Regions from separate parts of the Ctenopharyngodon idella genome. Here region 1 is linked to region 2. The links are chromatin contacts, called in public Hi-C maps. All regions are on one chromosome and are shown on one strand. Each heading gives the region's core, a stretch centred on a gene start, on an enhancer-like site or on the middle of the called end of the contact. The rest is flanking DNA. Distances are from core to core; before and after follow the strand shown.

Evidence for each region. A called contact is a pair of places that touch in the nucleus more often than the background predicts.
Region 1: a contact with region 2 is called in a Hi-C map of muscle, with 4 times the contacts expected there. The contact joins the promoter of si:dkey-16j16.4 here to the promoter of fosl2 in region 2. A contact is called at or near these places in 2 of 2 Hi-C or Micro-C datasets (both in muscle).

The regions. Positions count from the first base shown.
Region 1 is chr17:12,762,540-12,768,374 of HZGC01, reverse strand. si:dkey-16j16.4 reads right to left here and starts at 3,726. Exons shown (of 6, transcript XM_051869331.1): 1 at 3,583-3,726; 2 at 3,109-3,333. The coding sequence starts at 3,177.
Region 2 is chr17:12,603,212-12,609,016 of HZGC01, reverse strand. It overlaps fosl2 (FOS like 2, AP-1 transcription factor subunit), which reads left to right and starts at 2,672. Exons shown (of 5, transcript XM_051869326.1): 1 at 2,672-2,851; 2 at 3,091-3,304. The coding sequence starts at 3,203. It overlaps LOC127499163 (a long non-coding RNA gene), which reads right to left and starts at 2,515. Exons shown (of 3, transcript XR_007926062.1): 1 at 1,748-2,515.

The DNA of each region.
Region 1 (5,835 bases), core at 2,477-4,976, 160 kb before region 2:
ACAAGGAATTTCAAATTTCTTTTAAAGCTTCTCAGTGGTCTACTAAATCTACTCAAACATGACACACACAGACACTTATACACACACAGCTTCTGTCAGCAACACAGCAGTGTCAAAGACGTTTCTGGCAGAAGGCCACACTCCAACCACCGTAATTGTATTTATTAGTGTAAGCCATAGGGTCAAGCTGAGATCAGGACACGTGTCCGCTGGTACAGGAATAACAGTCTTTGGCAATGCATAGCCACTGATGTGACTTCCATATACTTTGAACATCTCTATGTTTTTGATGTTAGATCGTAATTTTGTAGTTTTGTAATTATCACATCTAAAGCTAAAACTTGAGAACTTTGTTTTATCAATAAGGAACTTACTGGATCATGGAAGGTGGGAATTAGAAACCAGAATACAGTCAATTAAGACTACATCCACATTAATCTGAATTAACTTGAAAATGCAACTTTTAATCTAAGTTTTGGTCTTCTGTCAACACTGAGGTGCCATTTTTGTCCAAAGAAAATGTTTTTTGAAGATGCTCTCCCAATTGGATAAATTGGACTGTGAGAATTGAGGAACTTGAAAATGATTAAACATGTTTAATCATGTGATACATGATGTACCAATATATATCTATGGTTGTACTGGGAATGTTGTGACTGCTATACATGCTCATAGGCTTATTAAAGATACATTTTACTTTGTATAGTCTTCATATAACATTCCTAAAAATATGACACAAAAAAAAAAGCTGTCCTGCAGCAAAACAATTGCGTATTAGACCTGAAATAGCGATTTTGAATGTAACCAGTGAGTGGTGGAATATTTTGCTAATAAAATAATAGTGCCAGAAGAATGGTGTGAGTAATTTATTATGTCTGATCTCTCTCTATTATTTCAGTGAGCTTTTATTATGTTTTGAGCATGCACAATAAGGTGACTGAAGTGTTTTCAGTAGTTTCAATAGGGCCTTTGCACCAGAGGAACATTTTCTAATTTGCGTATTAGAAAAGTATTTTGGTGTGTTCGCGCAGCAGGAACTAGGAACGATTTTAGTTATAGGAAAGCCTTATGGGGGGACTAAATTAGCTCCTACTTCAGATTTGAGTCTAACCCAGCACAACAGGAACTACCAGTGACGTAGGTGTACACTGTTTGGCCAAACGCATGCCGTAAGAAACACTGGCACCCGCCATTTTAAAAAGCCGTGCAAACACACACAGTTCACATATACTTATTCGACGAGCTAACTCCATGGACATGGAAAACAGCGATAGATGACCAACGCTACGGAGTTGTTGACGTTTTTGAATGACGCGCTTAAATGACGTCGCTGTCAGACGGCTTACGTCACTTCAGAGTTCCTACTGGCGGTGTGAATGCAACCAGGAAAATGGCCCTAGGGGAACATTTAGTTCTCTGGGGACCGCCCTTGTGACTAGTTCCTATAAGTGAGTTCCTATAACTACCCGGTGCCCATCGTGGAAACATCCCTACCACATCCCTAATGTGGAAAAGCAACTTCTGGAAAGGCTTGAAAATGCTAGTGTGGACAGAGAGCGTTTTGAAATGAGGAGGTTTTGACTGGGTTGAAGTCAGTGCTCATCTCATTGTATCCCAATGGTAACTCTTCTTTTTCTAATCTGTCCACGTTATTGCCTTAACCTTTATTACATTAACATTAATTAGCATTAAATTAATGTGTTAACTATTAGCAAGATTTTGAAAAAGGCTGCATTACCTACAACAGTGAACTAGCTATTTATCAACTGGTTAGCAGCGTTAACAAATAGACCAAACCCACGTGGCCTAGTTGACATCAGCCAAAAGGAATATCATTTCAGAAGCAGAGCAAGTTATTTTTTTCTTTGGAATCTTGATAATGAATCTTGCACAATAAGACCAGAATCATGTATTAAAGGGATAGTTCACCACCACCACCACCAACAACAACAAAATTCTAACATACAGTCAGAGGTTTGAAATGACATGTGGAAACATACAGTGCATACTGTGTATGCTATATGTGTACTACTTAAATATATGTCTTATATTCATCCTCTTCTTCCTCATAACGAAGACAAGCCGGTAACACCTTTATAGCAGGCTATTCAATTTCATTCATTACTCATCGGTTTTAAAGTAGCTTTCCATTCTGTTATTGCCAAAAACAGTACCTCCCTTTGAGGAGATAACAACTCACCAGGAAGGAAACATATGGCTTAAGGGTACAACTCTCATGAGAAATAATGAAACTGAAAGAAGCAGTTGGTCAGATCAATCAACTAAAAGTCTAATAGGAAAAACCTGAAAACTGCCATGCGGTGACCCACGGAATGGACCAAGAAGTGGACATCTTTGTGGAACCATGTGCTCAAACAAGAGGCATACATGCCAGTGCCTTCAATAAAAGTTGGTGTGGTGCATTTATGAACAATTTATGACTTTATAACAATGCAGCATCAGCAGAGAGCCAGCACTGGGTTCAGTATGTCAAGTATTTATGGATTCCAGAAAGGTGTTGTATTACTTTAAGACTGTTCTTCAAGATGGCGTAAGCCAGATGCCATCATGATTTCTCCTGCTAAAACTTTTAACTCAGAAGTCTGGTCCTTTAGTTTATCCTTCGAATAAAGGATTTTATTTCACATATCAATTTTCCGATAGTCTCTGAGGGCATCTTTTCATGTTGTTTGTGAACTTCCAGTTTCGAGGGTACGTGTGTGTGATCACTTGAGTAAATATACACAAGAGTCTGAATGAGTGGGTTTTAAAACTAGTCCTTGTAACAAATCCACCTTGAGCTTAAACATTCTGTAGTACACTGGGACATAAATATGATATATAGGAAGCTTCTGTATTCAAGTGGAACAAAGCTTTACAGTAACACTTTGCATTACAGTGTTCATGTATGTGCTACTAAAAATTATTACAAAAATAAATAGTGTGATTACAATCAGTTCATGACATCATTAGTATTATTCAGTGCTTATTTATGTACAGTAACACCGTATTGTAAAGTGTGGCCAGTTATTAAGTTAAGGGTACTTTGTATTAGTGTCCTTACAGACAACTTACATACGTTTTTAATATAATTATTAACTGACTTACCTTAAGTTGAAACGGATGGATCTCATTTAGAGAGTGTCTTCTGAGCTTTTTAGTGAGGGTCTTCAGCATTCTGCCCTCCTTTGATTGTTCTTGGCTTTGTTTAAGATCACTTCTTCAAATTACAGATTCATATCTATTTGATACATAATTGGATCGATCAGCTCTTTCTAAGAACAGTCAATTTGTGTATTCAAAGATGTTCAGCTCCATGCAAACAAACTCAGGCTGAAACACAGATAAACAACGATTATGAGTTCCCAGTGCCAAAACAACAGCAGATCTCCGTGCAGCAAGGAGCCGATCTGTTTTTAAAGTTAAGTCTCATAACTTGGTCTAAACATCCATCACTATGATGAAGGCAAATTAATTAAATATAACTAAGTCCTGTATTGTGCTGAATTGATAAGCGACAGTGACATTCGTCATCAAAACGTTTTCAAAATCCACATGGGTAAAAATCAACGTTAATCTTACTCCAAACGGCAGATGGACGATGAAGCTGAAGTGTGTCTAATTAAGAAAAAGCCTCCATAGAATCTCAATCGCACTCATACACGCACACACGCACACATACACACATACGTATGCGCACTACACATACTACTCTCTCTAGCTCATGCTCGTCGCTCTCTCTCATTGGTTGCTTAAACCGATGATGTCATTGCGTTCTAAAAGGAGGCGGAACAGTAACATCTTAAAGGAATATGAAGAGCTTGCAGGGTCTGGGTCAAGTGTGCTCCATTTCTTGGGCACAAGTAGATCACTCCTAATCTGCAGGTTCATTTTAGATGCACTACAGTATTGTTATTTTTTAATATTTCGATTGTACAAAGTTTGCAAGAACAATTTTCTTTTTGTGGGGCAGTTCTAATGTGTTGCTAGCAGCCAAAGTAAATCTAAAGTTCACATGGATTTAGTGTCATTTGAAGAGACAAAACAGAAGAGGGTGAGGTTAAAAGTTCAGTTGATGCTGCACAGTGATATACATATTTTTTTTAAAGTATTTTTATTTTATTTTATTTTATTTTTTGTCTTAGCACTTACCTTGTCTTATATATATATATATATATATATATATATATATATATATATATATATATATATATATAATGAAGTATAGGTCTGTGTAATGAGATATTAGATTACATATCTTCAAGCAAACCACACTGTGTTAAAATAGCGCTAAGACATTATTTTCTTAACATCTTTTTTATTGCCTTTTATGTACTTTTTGTCATTGGTTTCAATTCTCATGTGACAGTTCCTCATGAAGAAGAGGGAAATGTAGGAACAAAATATGACCACTAGAGGGCACTGTCTTTTTAAAAATGAATGTGTTGCCCGTGGCTTTTTGTCATGTTAGTCAATAGGACTATTGCTTAATCTTAAACTTAATACATAACAGATGAAGCAGTTTAAACTCTATTTGACATCATTTGAAATGCATATTTTGAGTTAGTATGGCCATGAAGTTTTGCATTTGACTTGTTCAGACCTAGAATTTGTATGTTCCATTAGGGGAATAGATAGAGGAACGATGGGAGATTTGACAAGGATCTGTCCAGTGAAAACAGGACACTGGCATGAACTCTTTTTTATTTGCATTAAAATGGTGTTAAACTCCAAATGAACTCTGGTAGAAGTAAACACTCTTTTAAAAATGTATTTAAAGAAAAAAAAAGTATTATAATGATATCAATTCCGCAGTTTGTCAATAGGAGGCGCTGTATGACCGACCACTGATGAAGAGCTCCAGCAAGAATAACAGGAAGTACATCTGCATATGTATGCATGTATGTATAGCTAGCTATGTATGTATGTATATAGAAAGACAGTAAACATTATCTGTTGTGCGTGTGTATGTATGTATGTATAAACATTCAACAAATAATTTGCTTTTTGTTAAAGGGTTAGTTCACCCAAAAATGAAAACAGTGTCATTTATTACTCACCCTCATGTCGTTCCACACCCGTAAGACCATTCACAGCAATGACATTTCCTCTCTCAAGATCCATAAAGGTACTAAAAACATATTTAAAACAGTTCATGCGAGTTCAGTAGATCTACCTTAATATTATAAAGCGACGAGAATATTTTTGTGCGCACAAAATAACAACTTTTCAACAATATAGTGATGGGCCGATTTCAAAACACTGCTTCGGAGCTTTGTGAATGTTTTTAGTACCTTTATGGATCTTGAGAGAGGAAATGTCATTGCTTTGAATGCAGGCCTCACTGAGCCATCGGATTTAATCAAAATATCTTAATTTGTGTTCCGAAGATGAATGAAGGTCTTACGGGTGTGGAACGACATGAGGGTGAGTAATTAATGACATTATTTTCATTTTTGAGTGAACTAACCCTTTAAGAATAACGTTAAGTATATTATGACCTTTGTTTAAGTCAAGTTACCTTTATTTGTATAGCTCTTCATGCAATACAGATTGTGAAACTGCTTTGAAACAGTGATTAACCGGAAAGTAATGATCAAATATGCAAACTCAATTCAATGCTGAAAAGCAGCTCTAAAAAGACAAAAGTGTCATTATTTTGCTGAAGTGTGTAAAGTTCGTCAATTATGAAATGAGTTCAGTTCAGTTATAAAGCAGCTCTGGAGAAATATTTGTTAATGTTAATTAATGTTTTAGGTTTGTATCATGAACTAACAATAAATAAAAAACGTATGTCAATGTTAATGTGTACACATCACTAACATTTCAAGTACA
Region 2 (5,805 bases), core at 1,423-3,922:
AAAAGTTCATAAAGAGATCGTAAAACTAATCCATTTGAATTGAGTGGTTTAGTCCAAATTTTCTGAAGAGACACGATCGCTTTATATGATGAACAGTTTGAATTTAGGTTTTTATTCACATATAAACATTCAACAACTCACACATCAGTTGTGGTAAACGGAAGCTCAAGCATGTTTGCTTGACGCGTGAGAGAACCAATGAGGTTCATTCTCGTGTGTTACGCAGCACAACTGAGCTTCCGAAGAGGGTTGTTCTCGCACGTGAAGCAGGTTTAGTTGAGCTTCTGTTTGTTCGCTTATCAAGTGTCAGCAAAAATTTGGAATTATCTACTCAAAAATATGGATTAGTTTTCCGATCTCTTTATGAACTTTTTGAAGCGTCAAAGTGGTAGTCACTTAGGTGTCTATGGAGGGACAGAAAGCTCTCAGATTTCATGAAAAAGATCTTCATTTGTGTTCCGAAGATGAACGAAAGTCGTACAGGTTTGGAACGAAATGAGGGTGAGTAATTAAAGACATAATTTTCATTTTGGGTGAACTAACCGTTTAAGCATTGTCTGTGAAACCGGTGATAAAATAAATAAGTAGGTGGAATTAAGTGATGGAAAGTGGACAATAACAAATTTGATCACAAATAAAGTTTTACAAGATGTGCAAGCCAAAGTAGCAAGTTAAATAGCCTATGTGATAAACCATCAGTAGGCTACTTAAAGTTAATGCATCCTTACCGTCATGTGCCTTCGTTGTATTTACCCCATATTACAGTATAGGCACGTGCATACACTGGCTAGAGACGTTATCAGATTAACACGAATGCGTCTCATATAAAATCTGGGTTAAGGAGCTAATCTATTTATCAGTGTTGTCTTCATTATGACTAATGCTATGTTTTATGGACATATGCGATGGAGTATTGTGTATCATTCAAAATACCATGGTTATATCATCTGATATCTACCACTTTTTGTAAGTAGGCTACATAGTAATCGCATGATAATAGTTTCTCTTATGTGCACACCAATATGATTTCTTCTTTCAAAGTTATCGATAGTATATGACTAGAAATCGCAGCATTAATTTACCCTGCGAACAGCTATAATTCTCTTTCCCTGCTTAAGAGGAGATCAGAACTGTGCCAGACAACGAGTGACGTTCACGATCACTGGGAACGCGCGTCACTCCTGTTCTTGTTCTTTTCCATAATGCTCAGCTATCAGATCAGATGGCAGAAACTCATACGACAGCCAATGACAGATATAAAGGCAAAAGGCATTAGGTGTAATGCAAATGCATTAACTATGCATTTGGTTTTATCGTAGTGTAGTTTGATAATTATTATTATTATTATCATTATTATTATTATTGTAATTAATAAAAGTACTGATGGCCTACCCGTTTATGGTTGTAGCGTTGATTCTAACATCTATACTAATATATTAATTATGGGTATTTCCTGTGCACCAATGTTCACTCATACGTTTTACTCAACTCGGAATAAATGAACTCATTCTGAAACAGATTGTTACTGCAGTGAAGTGTTGAAATATTTCCACTTTTTCTGTTTATCACTGCATTATGGCGACATGTCAAACTAAATAGGTCTATCAATAGGTTGCGACTGGTACTGTTGTAAAATTGTATTTTAGTTACTTATATCCACCATCAAGCCATCGCAACCAAGTGTTATGAATCCACAAAATTTTATTACTAAAAAGTATTCATACATTTAAAAAAATCTATCACTTACACAAAATAAGCTGGACCCCCACTTTGGACTGTAAAACTCAAGTGTTCTGTTGATACTTCCCCTCCCCCAATAAACTTTATTGTACCACTGGCGACATCTATAGATAGATATGTTCTTTGATCTATAATGATGAGTTTGATTCCGCCTGGAGAGAGAGAGAGAGAGAGAGAGAGAGAGAGAGAGAGAGAAGTGTGTGATAAATGGGTTGAAAAACAGATATGATGCAACAAAGATTTGTTATAGGCCTACAGAAAAATACAAAAATATATTGAATTAATTAAAGAATCTGTTTCGAACTGCCGAAAAAGTGAGAGGGAAAAAAAACAACCCAAAACTCCATGGTGAAGACGCGAAATTTAAGAGCAACTGCACATACATTCAAGTAATTTAAAAAGCGCACAGCCTATAGTTCAGAGAGCAACATCCGGACCGCAAAGCTATGCTTTGTGGCTACTTTCTATTAAACCCACGACCACCTCTGCACACTCTTGCTGTGTTCCGTGATCTTAGGAGCCGAGAGCATGTGTCCACAGACCACCCAGTGCAAGTTATAGGTGGGGAAAGAGGGGAGGGAATCCCTGACGCGTTAATCGTGCCTTTACCAAGGAAACCCATGCGCGTGTGCTCTGACGCAACTGCCCATTTTTGGAAACAATGCGTCAATGGTCGAAACCAACTGTGAAATGGGGGTGGCCGGTACAAGCAAACAAGTTTAAAACAAATTAAAACACCTTAAACAATTTATACTTTGCTGTACATAATTTGTAACTAAACATTTACCCCTATTTTTTCATAAACTCTTCAGTGAATAACAACGTCTGGTATATTGCTGCAAAATGTACATGTTGAAACCCCTATTTTGCTGTGCGACTTATGAAGGCTGTGACGCGTAGACGCAGGTTGGCGTTGATAAGCGGAGCACCGAAGTAGAGTAGAGCCATTGAAGTGAGTCATCTAACGACGGGACCTGTAGAAGTAGCACTGAAGTTCACCTAGTCGCCAAAATCAGTTCAACAAAGTCCAGCGGTACACTCATCACTGCCGTGAGTCACTGCTATAGGCACAGGACTAAACCTACAAGAGCACCGAGTTCACTGAAGAAAAGTAGGTGCATCACAGATTTTTTTTTTTTTTTTTTTTCATTTTCATCTGGTTCTAGCAGAACATCTCAGTAGCGATGATTATTAGATATTAGTTTTACACGGAAACATCAATTTATTGGACTATTAAAGAGACTACAGCATTTGAGATCGCTGACTTCTCTAATAATAGAATATTACAAAGATATGCCTGGATTTAACATACTGACCATTAAAGTAGCCTATTTTGGATATCATTTTTAGATTAGGTATAGAGGAATCGCTTTGCTTGGAAGTGCTTTTTTGCCACTGAAGACACTGATCGTGTGGGAATTCATTATCAACCTTCTGAAATTTCCTCCTCTTTCCCTGGATCATGTACCAGGATTACACCGGGACTTACGACACGTCCTCCCGCGGCAGCAGCAGCTCACCAGCGCACCCGGACACCAGCCCCATCCCTGCCTCCAACTACCAGGTGCCCGAGTCTCCTGATTACACTTTACATGTTTACGCTCTTCGGGTTTGCATAAATAGGCCTACCATGTTATCATAATTAATCCTAAACTAACCGGTAACAATGTGCACTTAGCTTATCCTCTTCAGAGACTTTATACATACAGTGCTCATACTACATTAGCCTACACATACTTCATTTTATTACTATAAACATCAATAGCAATATGTAATTAGCCTACAAACAGCTCCGCAAAATAATAACACATTAGCACATATTAAAGTCATACAAAAACTGCGATGTAAAATGAGACCAAACTTTTTATACATAGAGGACTTGCAGTCAGGGTCATTGGTCGTCGTTTTCATTTTTTAAATTGAACTACATTCAGTGGCTTTGTATACTTGATTTGAAGAGCAATACAAGTGTTGTGCAAACTGGACATTCGATTATTGCATATGGGAACAGACGGACGATGTGTCCTATAAGTAGCCTATATAAGTAGGTATAGGTTACCTGTGTGCTTGCCACATTTTTTATGCATAACTGTCTTTTTATTGCTATGTTTTAAAATCGTATCTGATCATTATTTAAAAAAAAAGAAAGTGCATGGAGGACACAGCTTATACGCATCTGCGTAAAACGCGTAAAAATCCTCTCCGAGGAATCCGTCTCACTCGCTTAATAAATGATTCCCAGAAGAGATTTTTTTTTTTTCTTCTTGCAATCTATATTTTGTTAAGATAGTGCACATGTTGGCACTCATAACATTATGTTTCCGTGGAATTAGGCATCTAGTCAGATAAGGGCAGCAGTGGCGTGGGTGGTGTGCGTAATGTGAAATAAACCCACGGAGAGTGCGCACGTAGTGGCCACAGAATGCCACACTTCCGGGACTTCCACAGAGCGAATGCATTTTACTAACCTTCAGAGCATGCTTAGTTATCATTTGTTTATCTGAAAATACCTTTCAGTTTTTGTTTTAGTCTTTACGGTAGTTGAACTGTAAAGTTTAGAATGGAGAAAAGAAAGCTAATTCGGATCTCGCGTACATGGCAAAAGTATTTTAAAAAAAAAAAAAAAAAAAAAAAAAGGATGAAAGCTTGCAGCCTAGCTAGAAAATGAAGACACTTTACACAAACTTTAGGCTTGTACGTTTTTATGAACTAATATGTTGAATTAAATGAAATGGCACCCCATGGTCTTTCTATCTGATAACATTCAATTTACTAGTTAAATATTTATATTTCAAAACGCATGTTTTTCAGTGATGGGATTGCGACTTTGTGCATGGACAAACTCGCAAAATGGTCCATGCTGAGAAAAAAAAGTAGTTAAAAAAGCACTATCACGTTTTATTTAAATGATGCTTAATAATGGTATCCTTATGTCTCACAGCTCACTTTAATAATCATTTGTATGTTATCGTAGATGATGATAACCACAGTCAACCACAGTATTATAATAATAAGCTACATGTTTATAGCTACCAAGAGTATTACGTTTAAATGGATTATAGCCTACATAATGTTTCAAGTAAAGTACTACCAGCATCTCTTCTTCATGAAGTGTTTCAGACAGTTTTTTTTTCCGAACTGGTTCTCAGTGCGAATGAATAAGAGCTTGTGTACCGGGTCAATTTGGCAGCTTGTTCCCCAGACGTTGGTATTTTAATCACATCTGGAACATTTAACAGCTCCTGTCAGAAATTCTCTAACATCATCGTCTTGCTGTTTAAGCTACTGAACTCGTGGAATAAACTGCCCCCTTTCGATTCCAGCATTTTGTTTTGACACCTTCGGGGGAAAATCAAGTGGAGGGAATTCGGGTAGTATACATTTCAAGAGAAAAGCTAATTTCGCAACACAACAGAGAATGATTCAGTAATATGTTTTTATGTTGATCTTCCCGGTCTTTCGTCATGGATTCAGTGGGAAGCAAACGCAACAGTTCCTGGTAGTTAGTCTTTCGCAATACTTAACAGTGGAAAACTATTCTGTACTAACATGTTGCTTTTAGTGAAAATAAAACTCTAAAGTGAGTCTTACGAACATTGACCCTCAGCTTTTATGTTTTAAAATAATGCTTGTTTTTCATACACATAATGATTGCTGGTATTTCCCGTAATTCATTCGCCTCCAAATGATTTGCGGTAAACTTTGTCCGTCACATGAAGTCAGTTTCCCGTTAAAATCCCACCAGAAATGTGTGAATGGAATGGAATTTGGTGGATGGAATGTGCTGGCGCGGGGTCCCAGTTCAGCTTCCCGGCTGAGTGAAACAGAAGAGCAGTCTCATAACCTGATTCAGCGTTTGTCAGATTACAAATGTAAAAAAAACATATTTTGATTGTATTTCCCAAAGAATATTTGGGTAATGCTTGTTTGTAAGTCATTAACTATCACTCTGTAGTCTCTTACAGATCATAAGTTCACATATGATCAAGAATGACTATATATGAACAAAGTTTCATGATATTAAACTTTTCTAAATTGATATTAAACATTCCAGCATTATTTATA